2 separate regions of the Gossypium hirsutum genome follow, and region 1 is linked to region 2. A link is a contact called in public Hi-C data. All regions are on one chromosome and are shown on one strand. The core of a region is the stretch at or near the end of the contact, and the rest is flanking DNA. Distances in the headings are between cores, read along the strand shown.

The links. Hi-C and Micro-C count contacts between places; a contact is called where the count stands out from the background.
Region 1: a Hi-C map of leaf shows a contact between it and region 2, with 4 times the contacts expected there. The contact joins the enhancer-like site here to the promoter of LOC107951689 in region 2. A contact is called at or near these places in 2 of 34 Hi-C or Micro-C datasets (both in leaf).

The regions. Positions count from the first base shown.
Region 1 is chrA02:98,954,368-98,960,437 of Gossypium_hirsutum_v2.1, forward strand. It overlaps LOC107951682 (a long non-coding RNA gene), which reads right to left. Exons shown (of 3, transcript XR_005905227.1): 1 at 5,442-6,070; 2 at 5,009-5,364; 3 at 742-973. Among protein-coding and RNA genes, the nearest start is that of LOC107951682, 3.3 kb to the right of the region's middle. Within about 2 kb of position 3,429, at least 5 of the 9 cell types and tissues checked have an H3K27ac peak or open chromatin away from gene starts, as enhancers often do. A contact at or near this core is called in leaf, where this site is marked.
Region 2 is chrA02:98,802,488-98,808,041 of Gossypium_hirsutum_v2.1, forward strand. It overlaps LOC107951689 (probable glucan 1,3-beta-glucosidase A), which reads left to right and starts at 2,469. Exons shown (of 8, transcript XM_016886811.2): 1 at 2,469-2,917; 2 at 3,009-3,128; 3 at 3,212-3,397; 4 at 3,484-3,639; 5 at 3,725-3,894; 6 at 3,990-4,139; 7 at 4,240-4,589; 8 at 4,675-5,004. The coding sequence starts at 2,738. The coding sequence ends at 4,859.

The DNA.
Region 1 (6,070 bases), core at 2,179-4,678, 150 kb after region 2:
AATGAAAATAATGGGCCAAGCTCTAATGTCAATTCTTTTGCCCATTGATTCACCCTATTGAGCTAGCAATACCAAGGAACCACATGTATTTGTCTTCTCCTGCATATATGATTAGGGATGCTGGTCTACATAATCATGACGGATGTATATACCAGCAAAATTAATGGTGTGGCACCTTGCATTCAACTTATCTAAATGTGAGATATTATATTTATTGTGAGAGCAATTCAAATTATTATCATCTCTATTTTCTTAAAGTTAAATAAATGAGCTTGACATAATTCATAAATATTATGTTGTGCACATGAATGAGGTTAAATGAAACTACATATAATGACTCACAATCATATGAGATTGAGTTTGGAGTCAAGATACAAATCCTAACTCAAATTTATCAAAATAGAGGATTGTATTTCGAGACATATTTTTTTTGTTTTAGACCTCTAGCTTTGAAGTATGATTTCTCGAGACAATATAATTAATGTCTCAAGACAATGACCTTTATAATTTGAGATTTAACTCTTCTATTTTAGACTCTTAATTTTAATGTTGTCTATCTCGTGATAAAGTACTATATATGTTTTGAGATTTAATAATATGTGTCTCGAGATATGTTCATTATATATTGAGACTAGTGTCATATATGAAATGATAAAAATTATAAGAGTAATTAAATATATGAATGAAATAAAGAGTGAAATTAACATAAGTGTTTAAGTTTAATAACATTGATTTAGTATATCTACTATATGAAAGCTTGGATTTGATGTATTAAAAATAGTTTCAACAAAACTACAAATTAATAGGTCTGCTACCCTAGCACAAATGTGTCTGCCGCCGCTAGCATGAGTCATTTGGTTTTTTAGGTTTAATCTTAGTTTTTTTGTTTGTTTTTTTCTTGTTCAATTTAAGGGATTCTTCATCGCTTTATTTTTGCAAGTGGAGTCTGTCGTCTGAGTTCTGACCTTCAAACCTGCATCCATGGAGACTGAATTAGCACAATTATCATTAAATGAGGAAGAGGAAGAAATACTGCAGATTTAGGTAGATCCAACCACAAAAAGAGGAGTAGAAGATTTTAGGCTTGTGGGGTGTTTTTTAACTGCCAGTATTATCCACTTCCCAGTTATGAAAAATACTATGGCTAATCTGTGTCATCCTGTTTGTGGGGTTCAAGTTAGAGATTTAAGAGAAAAAAGGTATCTCTTTCAATTTTTTCATGGTATGGATATGGAGAGGATTTTGAAAGGTTCTCCTTGGACTTTCAATAATCACTTGTTGATACTTTATAAATTGAAAAGGGAGGAAGATCCATTAAGAGTACCTTTAATTATTTCCCCTTTTTGGGTCCAAATTCATGACGTCCCAGTAAGGTATTTTTTTTTTTGAAAATTTAGCAATGCAATTAGGAAACTTTGTTGGAACTTTCTTGGAGTATGATGGTTCAAATCTTGGGAAGGAAAATCAAAACTACATGAGAGTAAGGGTATAGATTGACATTAGGAGGCCTCTAAAACGAAGGAAGAAGGTTATGTGGTGTAGGAGATGCTCGTTTGTTAAATTTCAGTATGAACGTTTATCACTTTTTTGTTTCTACTGTGACCAACTGGGGCATAATGATTCATTCTGTGAGGAAAGAATGATGTTAGGGGTTGATTCTGGGGATTTGGATTGGGATTTATCTTTGCGAGCACAATCCCGAAGAACCGTATCTATGAATAGCATATGGCTTCGGAATGAAGGGAAAGAAAAACGAGAAGGAATTTAAGAGGATAATCGATCTTTGGGGTTTGATTTTTGGAATGGAGATACTAAGGGAAGATGTGGTAAATCTATTGATCCAATTCTGGGATTCAATATTGAAGGAGGAACATCACCTTTAGCTCACAGACAAGAGAGTTCTTGGGCTGATCAGATGCAAACGGCCATGGAATATGATTTAGAAGATGGTATTTTAACAGAAGAGGAGGGGAAAAAGCAAACAAGAAGGAAAATGAGTGATCTAACGGGGAAAGAGGAGACTGGGGCAATGTAATGACAATGAGTAAGCGTACGGTGGATTTTAATATTTTATCATCGGAGTTTGCCTAGAGGCAAGCCGACCAAACGCAATGAAAATCTTAAGCTGGAATGTTCGTGGTTTGGGGAGACCACGGACGATTAAAAGACTTCGACATTCGCTGAAGATATATAATCCCCAAATAGTCCTCTTTATAGAGACAAAGCTTAGTAGACGACAGATGGAGTGAGTTCATAGAAGTGGTGGTTTTGTGAATGGTATTAAAGTTGACTCAGATGGTACACGAAGAGGTTTGTGTTTAACATTGAGGCTGAATATAAATATAACACTCCGTACTTTTTCCAAGAGGCATATTGATGTGATTGTTACGGACAAGGAATACAGGACTAATTAAAGATTTACGAGATTCTATGGATCCCTTTATGCGTCCGATAGGGCTGATTTATGGGCTGTTCTGAAAAGGTTGGCATTTGACAGGAATATTCCTTGGTTAGTTTGTGAAGATTTCAATGAGATTATGTATGGTTTTGAGAAAAAAGGAGGATTGCCTAGAGATGAAAGACGAATAAAACTCTTCCGAAGAACACTGGAAAAATGTCATCTAAACGATGTGGGTTTTTGTGGGAATTGGTTCACTTGGGAGAGAGGTACCACAGACGAACATTCGAGAACGGTTAGACAGAGGGGTTGCCAACACAGAATGGATTGTTATGTTCCTGAAGGTGAAAATCCAACATTTAGTGCACACTTTTTCTGATCATTATCCCCTTCTCATTAATACAAGAATGAATGAAGATCGCTTGAAGAATAAGGGTTTCAAATTTGAGGCCTGGTGGTCTTTGGAGGAATCTTTTATTAATGAAGTCAAATGTTTGTGGAAGGAGTCTTCAGGGGTCTTGTTGTAGAAGCTGGAAAATTTAAAAACAAGCTTGAAACAATGGGCGGGGAAAATTCATATGAATAGGATAAAGAAAAAACAAATCCTTATGGGAAAATTAGCAAAACAGTCTAAAGCAGAGAGAGATGATGAGAATTTAGCCTAGCTGATTGATACGAAAATTAATTTAAACTTGAATATTGATAAAGATGAATGTTATTGGGAACAGAGGGCTCGACTTAATTAGCTGAAATTTGGAGATAAAAATACAGCGTTTTTTCATAGTCATGCATCACAACGGCGAAAGATGAACCTTATTCGTAGATTACAAAATGAAGATGGAAGCGAAATGGTAGAATTGCAAGAAATAGAGGGTAGTGCTAGATCTTATTTTCAAAGTTTATTTTCAGCAGGAGGTAGAGGTAGTTACGACTATTTGTTATCTGGGATTGAGCATTGTATATTCGATGAAGATAATCAAAAGCTTACTGCAAAATATACCAGGGAGGAGAGTACAACAGCAGTTTTTAAAATGGGACCCACAAAGGCACCGGGGGAGGACGACTTTTCACCTTTTTTTTATCCAGAACATTGGCATATCGTTGGAGAAGATACCATTTCTTTTTGTCTTCAAATTCTTAATGGGAATATGGAGATTAGTGCTGTGAACTATACTAATATAGTACTTGTTCCGAAAGTCACCAGCCCCTCAAATATCACACAATTTTGACCAATCAGTTTGTGTAATGTGCTCTATAAAATTCTGGCTACGATTTTAACTAATCGTTTACGAGGTGCCATTGGTTAATGTATTGATGAAGCACAACGTGCTTTTGTGCCAGGATGATTAATATCAGACAACGTGCTATTGGCATATGAAGTATTGCGTAAGTTAAACACGAAGGGATCGGGGAAGACAGGGTATATGACAGTTAAACTAGACATGAGCATAACATAGGATAGAGTTGAATGAGCTTTTATAACAGAAGTCATACTACAAATGGGGTTTGATATGAAGTGGGTAGATGCCCTTATGAAATGTGTTTCAAAGATCTCTTATTCAGTAGTTATAAATGGGCATATTAGGGAAAAAATTTTCCCAACCAGAGGACTTAGACAAGGTGATCCGTTAAACCCGTTTTTATTCCTCTTATGTGGGGAGGGTCTGTCGAGCCTATTGAGGCTAGCAATGAATAGCAGGCTCTTTAAAGGTGTTAAGGTTAGTAGAAGCGAGCCACAGGTATCACATCTTTTGTTTGCTGATGATTGTATTTTATTTGGGGAGGCCATAAGTAGGGTTGCTACGTTATTCAAAGACATTTTGTGGGAGTATAAATTTTGTTCAAGTCAGTGTGTTAATTGTTAATTTTGACAAATCAAGTCTTTTTCAGTAAGAATACCTCGGAAGATGATAGGAGCTTGGTTCTTAATTTGCTAGGGGTCCGCAGTTCGAACGAACTAGAGCATTACCTGGGGTTGCTGAGTACGGTGGGCAGTAGGAAAAAGGCATCCTTTCAAAACTTGAAGGACCGACTCCGAAAACGTACTGATAATTGGAGCAATCGGCTTTTATCTCAAGGGGTGAAGGAAGTATTTGTGAAGGCCATTTTACAGGCGATACCAATTTACACGATGACCTGTTTTTTATTGCCTAAGGCCCTATGTGATGAATTCAAAAGTAAGTATTGTCGCACGATTCTGGTGGCAGAAGGGCCACAGAAAAAGGGGTATTCATTGGTGCACTTGGAAAAACCTTTGTGATTTAAAAGAAAATGGTGGTTTAGGTTTTAGAAATTTTGGTATCCAAATTCTTTGTTAGCAAGAGTTTTAAAAGCTAAATACTATCCGAATTCAAATTTTTTAAGTGTAGAGTTGGGCAATTTACCTTCACTCACCTGGAAGAGTATTTGGACAGCAAGGGGACTACTCCTAAAAGGGCTGGGTTGGAGAGTGGGCAGAGGAGATAAGATCTCTATATGGGAAGATAGCTGGATTCTAGGGATTGACACAATCAATGAACATATCAGACAGATCAAAGGAGATTTAGAATTAGTTTCGGAGCTTATTGACAGTGCAAATAGGAAGTGGAGAACAGATTTAATTAACCGTACCTTTTAAGAGGAAGCTGCTCAGAAGATTTTGCAGATCCCTATCGCAGAGACCGATCATGAAGACACGTAAGTTTGGCAAGGAGAGTTATCGGGTGAATTCACGGTACGCAGTGCGTATAATGCTAGCCTGGGTTCTAGGAATTATTTATTACAGACCGAAATGAAAGACTTTTACAGAAAGTTATGGAGCCTACAATTACCCCCTAAAATTACAATCACTATTTGGAGAATCTCCAGGGATTTTATCCCGAATTTTGCTAATCTCCAGTACAAAAGAGTAATTTCAAATGATGGATGCCCCCGAGGTTGTTCCTGGGTAGAAGATAGCCCCCATTTCTTCCGTGACTGTCCTGCAACTATAGCATGTATGGGGATTAATACATTTACAGTGGGTGGTTAATAATATGAATCAAAGTATGTGGGAGTGGCTAACCGGGGTTTTTAAGAGAGGAAACGACATCCAATGTAGACTTTTTTGTTATACTTTATGGCTAATATGGTTCTCCAGGAATCAGTTCGTGCATGAAAGGAAAAACACAACCAATAGAGAGTTAGCGCAAAGCATACAGAGGTCTCTGGCAGAACATGAAGTGGTCAGAAAAATGAAAAGACCTGTAAATATGAACAGACCTTTTAGAGTCTAAGAAGACATGCCGAGAACGACAATCTATTTTGATGGAGCATTTGATAGTAGTAGCTTCACATCTGCGACGGGTCTGGTGGTTCGCGATATGACGGGGAATCTCATGGCCTTAAAGTCCATCATTCACAACAATATTTCCTCCTCATTTGCAGCAGAAGCACATGCATGTTTAGAGGGTATAAAATTAGGGATTTCACTAGGTTTACAATCGGCAACAATCATGGGAGACTCTAAAACAATTATTAAGAAATCCCAAACGACTTCACCGGATAAATCAGTGATTGGAGCCATTATCAATGACATCCAGAACAGAAAAAGGTGTTTTCAAGAGATTATTTTTCAGCATATTCACAGATCGGGGAACTCATAAGCACATAGAATAGCAAAAACTGCGCTTGTTGGAAGGGAGTCCACTTACC
Region 2 (5,554 bases), core at 1,219-3,718:
TTTGTATATTGTATAACTCTTATTTTATTGTTAATTTTATTACTATTTTAGAAGCATTTACCTGTTAAGTTGCACCTATCTTAATGTTATTTTTAATTTATTGAGAAACATTTATTTTAATGTTTTTAGTATTTTTGATGTATTATATATTTTTAAAAAAATTAATACGATCAAGCCAAGCCGAGTCAAACTCAAATTTTACCATTTTTTATCCAAACCAATCTTGGGCAAAGTTTTAAGCCCATAACAAACGAAACTAAAATTTTAAGTCAACCTAACCTAAATCCAGTCTATAGACACTTAGATAATTGCAATCATTTTTCCTTCATTTAATGACTTCTCCATTCAATATCTTGCCTAATTCGCCTTTGTCTAAACAAGTTAAACAATTAAACTGATTAATTCCAAATGTTTAGGTCCATTCAATTCAAAGTCCCTTTGCATATAAATTTATTTTTCATCAAAATTAGTCACAGAATATAAATAAGTTTTTTTTTATAAAAAAAATAATTAGGGAGTAATTCTTTTACGTAAATGAATAAAAGAAAAAATTAACAAAACCTAAAGCACAAAGCACTTAGATGGTTAGGGACAAGGTTTAGGGAGTTAGGATTGAACACTTAACCCAAGGCTGGTGAGTCATCATGCACATGGTTGGGGACATTGGGCTCTCAATTAGTGGTCATACAGATTTGGTCTAGAAAATAGTGGTCCCAAAATATTGAATGTGATGATAAAATATGTATTTTAAAGGAAATATATAAATTTAAATTTTAAAAATGATATTATTAAGGAGATAACTATAAATATTAAATATAAATTGTAAAATGAATATGAGAAATATTTAGAAAGATGAAGATAATAATTTTTTTTTAAAAATAGAGAGGGTAATTAAAATGTTGAAGAGTTTTGTATGTTTTAATTATATTTTCTTTTAAATTTTAAAAGACTTTAAACAAATATTTCAAAATTTTTATAAAACTTAGAAAATAATTGTTGGAATTTTTTGTGAGGGCTAAGATTGCTTTTTGACTCATGTTACGATCCGCCGGTTAAGAGAGGAAACTTAGCGGCTGGTGATCTTCAACGTTTGCGTCGATTTCAAAGAGTTACGATTTGAAGCTTTTTGCATCCTATTGATTTTGGTAAACTAAACATCACCAATTATGGATTCTTTTTCTACTTAATTATAAAAATTATAAAATGGTTATTTAATTATAATTTATTTTTTCTTTTTTATCACATAATTATGAAAAATTATAAAATGAGTATCTAACTATTAATTATTTTTTTGGTCATGAAAATACTCAAAAATCTAATATAGTTGGGTGACCACAAAATACAAAATTGAATAATCGAATGAAGTATAAGAACTAAATTATGTCAAATTAAATTATAAATACTAAATCTTAAATTGAAGCATAGCAGAGGGATCATAATTGTATTTTACCTATATTCTATGTATAAATGGCATTCCTTATTTGACACACGTCCATCACTTTCTTTTACATTATTAACACAATGGTTAAATTTTAATTCTGACCCCTCTATTTTTTAGACATGTAAAAGTAATTCAATTTCAATTTCAATTATTATGCTACACTCAAATTTGAAATTTGATCTTTATATTTTAATTTTTTGACATAATTTAGTACTTCAACGTTTATAATGCCATTAGTTATTCTAAATACTTTACTTTGATTACAATACTGACTTGAATTTTAAGAGTTGTTAACACTATTAAAATTCTTTATTAAATTGAGATCCATTACAATGTCATTCTTTTTTTTGTCACATAGTTATGTAATGAGTTTTTTTTTTTAAATTTAAAATATCATGTCAACAAATTTAACAAAAGAATTTTAATGGTGTTAACAACTAAATGAAAACTGAATTCCAAATATATAGAGTACAGAAACTTGGCCAACACGAAATGTTACATATTAGAATAAAATATGTCGTAACTCCTTGCATTCTTCGTAAATTTAAATCATAGTCTCTATACTTTTATTTTAATAATTTAGTATTACTTTTTAAATTTTAAAATTCAGATCCAACGGTTAACACAGTTAAAACTAATTTGCTACATTTAGGCTTATTATAATATCAATTCTTTTAGTTACATGACTACTAAGTAAGTATTTTTTTACCTTAAAATATCACATCAACAAATATAACAAAAAAAAGTAACAATATTAACACTTGAAGCTAAAGACTAAATTCTGAAAATAAAAGTATAAGGACTAATTCTAAATTTATGAAAAGTAGATAGACTTATTAGACATTTTAACCTTGATGAGCGGTTGATAAGACACGAATCTTTCGAACAAAAGAAAAAAGACGAGACACGAATCTGATACCATTCCATTTACATCAAAAGTGATTAAAAAGTGTGAAAGGATGGACTTTGACGCCTTAACCATTTCCACTAAATAAATAAAAAGGAAAGTTCGATTCTTCTATGCTGTAGGGGCAACTAAAGTTTGCCTTAACCCCTTCATGCTTGACAAATATCACATTTCCATTCCATAATTTGCTTAAACATCTCCAAATCTCAATAGTAAAAAACCCATGTGAAATTGCTATAAGATGATAAGGACTAAAAGGCAAAAGCAAATTAGTCTGTGTGAACACATTTAATGTCATTATTATGAGAATGTTGCTTTTCCAGATAATGGATTTACTTGTATAATTTGCAGCTGTCATACAATTTCAGAACAGAGAGGGAAGGCTAAACATGGTTTACTTACCTTTTCTCTTGATTTTCAACTTGATTTCATATTTTCCCTCTTCTTCACATGCACAAAATGCAGACCTTATTCTGCCATTGAAGGCTGTAAACCTTGGTAACTGGCTTGTTACTGAAGGATGGATGAAACCTTCTCGTTTTGATGGCATCATTAACAAAGATCTTTTGGTATATACATAGCTTTCCCTTTTCTTTAGCTATGGTTTCACTCATTTAATCATGAATTTCCAATTTTTTTTTGTGTATTTATTTGGTATAGGATGGAACCCAAGTTCAGTTTCGTTCAACAAAGCTAAACAAGTATTTGTGTGCTGAAAATGGCGGTGGAACCGTCGTTGTAGCCAACCGTCCCTCACCTTCTGGTTGGGAAACCTTCAGGGTTTGTTCTTTCATCAGCTTTTTTGTTTAAACTACAACATAATACTTGAAGTCTTTCCAATTTTTTTGCTTGGTTGGATGCAGTTATGGAGGGTGAGTGAATCATGCTTTAACTTGAGAGTGTTCAACAAGCAGTTTGTGGGATTAGGAAATCAAGGTGTACAAGCAGTTTCAGATACACCTACTGATACAGAAACGTTTGAGATTGTAAGGAAAGATGATGATCGTAACCGAGTTCGATTCAAAGCATCAAATGGTTTGTTCCTACAGGTACTTTTGTTGCACTCACTACAATTTGCAATGACTTTCATAGTAATGATTTTCCATTTTTAAGGAACAAAACTTTTCATAATTAGGCACAATCGGAGACACTGGTAACTGCAGATTATGCAGAGTCTAGTTGGGATGATAGCGATCCATCTGTGTTCATAATGACAATCGTAAACACCATACAAGGTGAATTTCAAATCACTAATGGTTATGGCCCTGATAAAGCCCCTCAAGTCATGCAGGTAAGGGCTCTTTTTTTACTCTTTAAACAAGCAAGTTATAGCAATAGTATCCGAATTGACTTTGTACGAAACCATGGTTATTTAGGATCATTGGAATTCTTACATCACTGAGGAAGATTTCAATTTCATGTCTGCAAATGGACTGAGTGCCGTGAGGATACCTGTAGGGTGGTGGATAGCGCAGGATCCAACTCCCCCTAAGCCTTTTGTTGGAGGCTCTTCAATAGCCCTCGACAATGCTTTCACATGGGCAGAGTAAGTAAAGGAAATCTTCTAGGATGAAGACAAAACAAGACTTATTTAATTTAAAGTTCTAAACATCTTCTGGTTCATGTGTGAAATTGATGCAGGAAATATGGGATGGAGGTAATTATTGATTTGCACGCAGTCAAAGCCTCACAGAACGGTGACGAACACAGCGGAGCAAGAGATGGTTTTCTAGAATGGGGCGATTCCAACATTGACGAGACTGTGGCGGTAATAGAGTTTCTTGCAGCAAGGTTAAAGATGACACTAACCATTTCTATGTCATGCCATGTTCTATTGTATCCTTTTCCTTCTTTCAATTGAATTTAAAGGTTCAATATAATTGTTCGACAGATATGGTGTAAGACCAAATTTGGCTGCGATTGCATTAATGAATGAGCCTAGAGCACCGGGTGTAACATTAGATGCACTTACAAAGTATTACAAAGCTGGATACGATGCCATAAGGAAGTACACAAATGCGTATGTGATCCTATCAGCTCGTTTAGGACCAGCTGATCCAAAGGAGCTCTTCTCATTGGCCAGTACTATGAATCGAGTAGCCATCGATGTGCATTACTACAACCTCTTTTCAGACTCCTTTACTGGCATGACTGTCCAACAAAACATCGATTTTGTCAACAATCAACGAGCCTCCGATCTTGGCAGCTTGACCTCGGCTAACGGTCCCCTGGTTTTAGTTGGTAATTTAAGTTTTGGAACAGGTTTAGTTTTAGCTGTATGCAAATGTAGTAGGAATGAATTTCAAAGTGGTGTTTTTTTTTGCAGGGGAATGGACTGCAGAATTTGCTCGAAACGATGCATCAATGGAAGATTACCAGAGATTTGCTAAAGCACAGCTAGATGTTTATGGTCGTGCAACATTTGGATGGGCATATTGGGCTTATAATTGTGACAGAAACCATTGGAGTCTGAAGTGGATGATTGAGAACAACTTTATTCAGCTTAAGTGACCAACTATTTGATTATCAAGCTTTAAAATTACAATAAATGAGGTTGGCATTTAGTTCTCCTGTTAAAAAAGTTGATGCAGGGGAAACCAAGAAACTCTTTTCTTTTTTTTTTCCTTAAAATGATAATAGTAAATTTAAATCTAAAGTTTAGCTCATTCTTTTCAGATTCAATCATACCTATGATAAAAGAATAAATAATTGTGGTCGATAAATACTTGATCAAAAAAATTAAATTAAATATTGAATGTACTATTAACTCAACCATACAAATTTTTAATGTCAAACTCCAACATGCACAATTTTGCACCATTTTCTTCTTCAAGAGATATACTTTCATTTTTAATTTTTTATAATTATTAGTCTTTCGTCAAAGTTTCTTATCGATGTAGTTTTCCTCCAAACTGTCATACTTGAAATAGTACCTTTAAAATTTAAAATGCTTAGCTATTTTTCAATAACAAATAAAATATTATTTTCTTGATTATGAGATTACATTAAGTTTTTAAGAAAATTATATGCTATTGTTTTTATTTGATATTTAAAGAAGAATTTAATGAATTTTTACTAGGTTTATCAAAAAAAATTATATAAGTAATATACATTTTATAACAAAGTAAGATCTTTGTTAGTAATTTGATATATTTGGAGAGAAAAAAAATTGTTAGGATTCAAATATTACCACATGTCTTATTTTA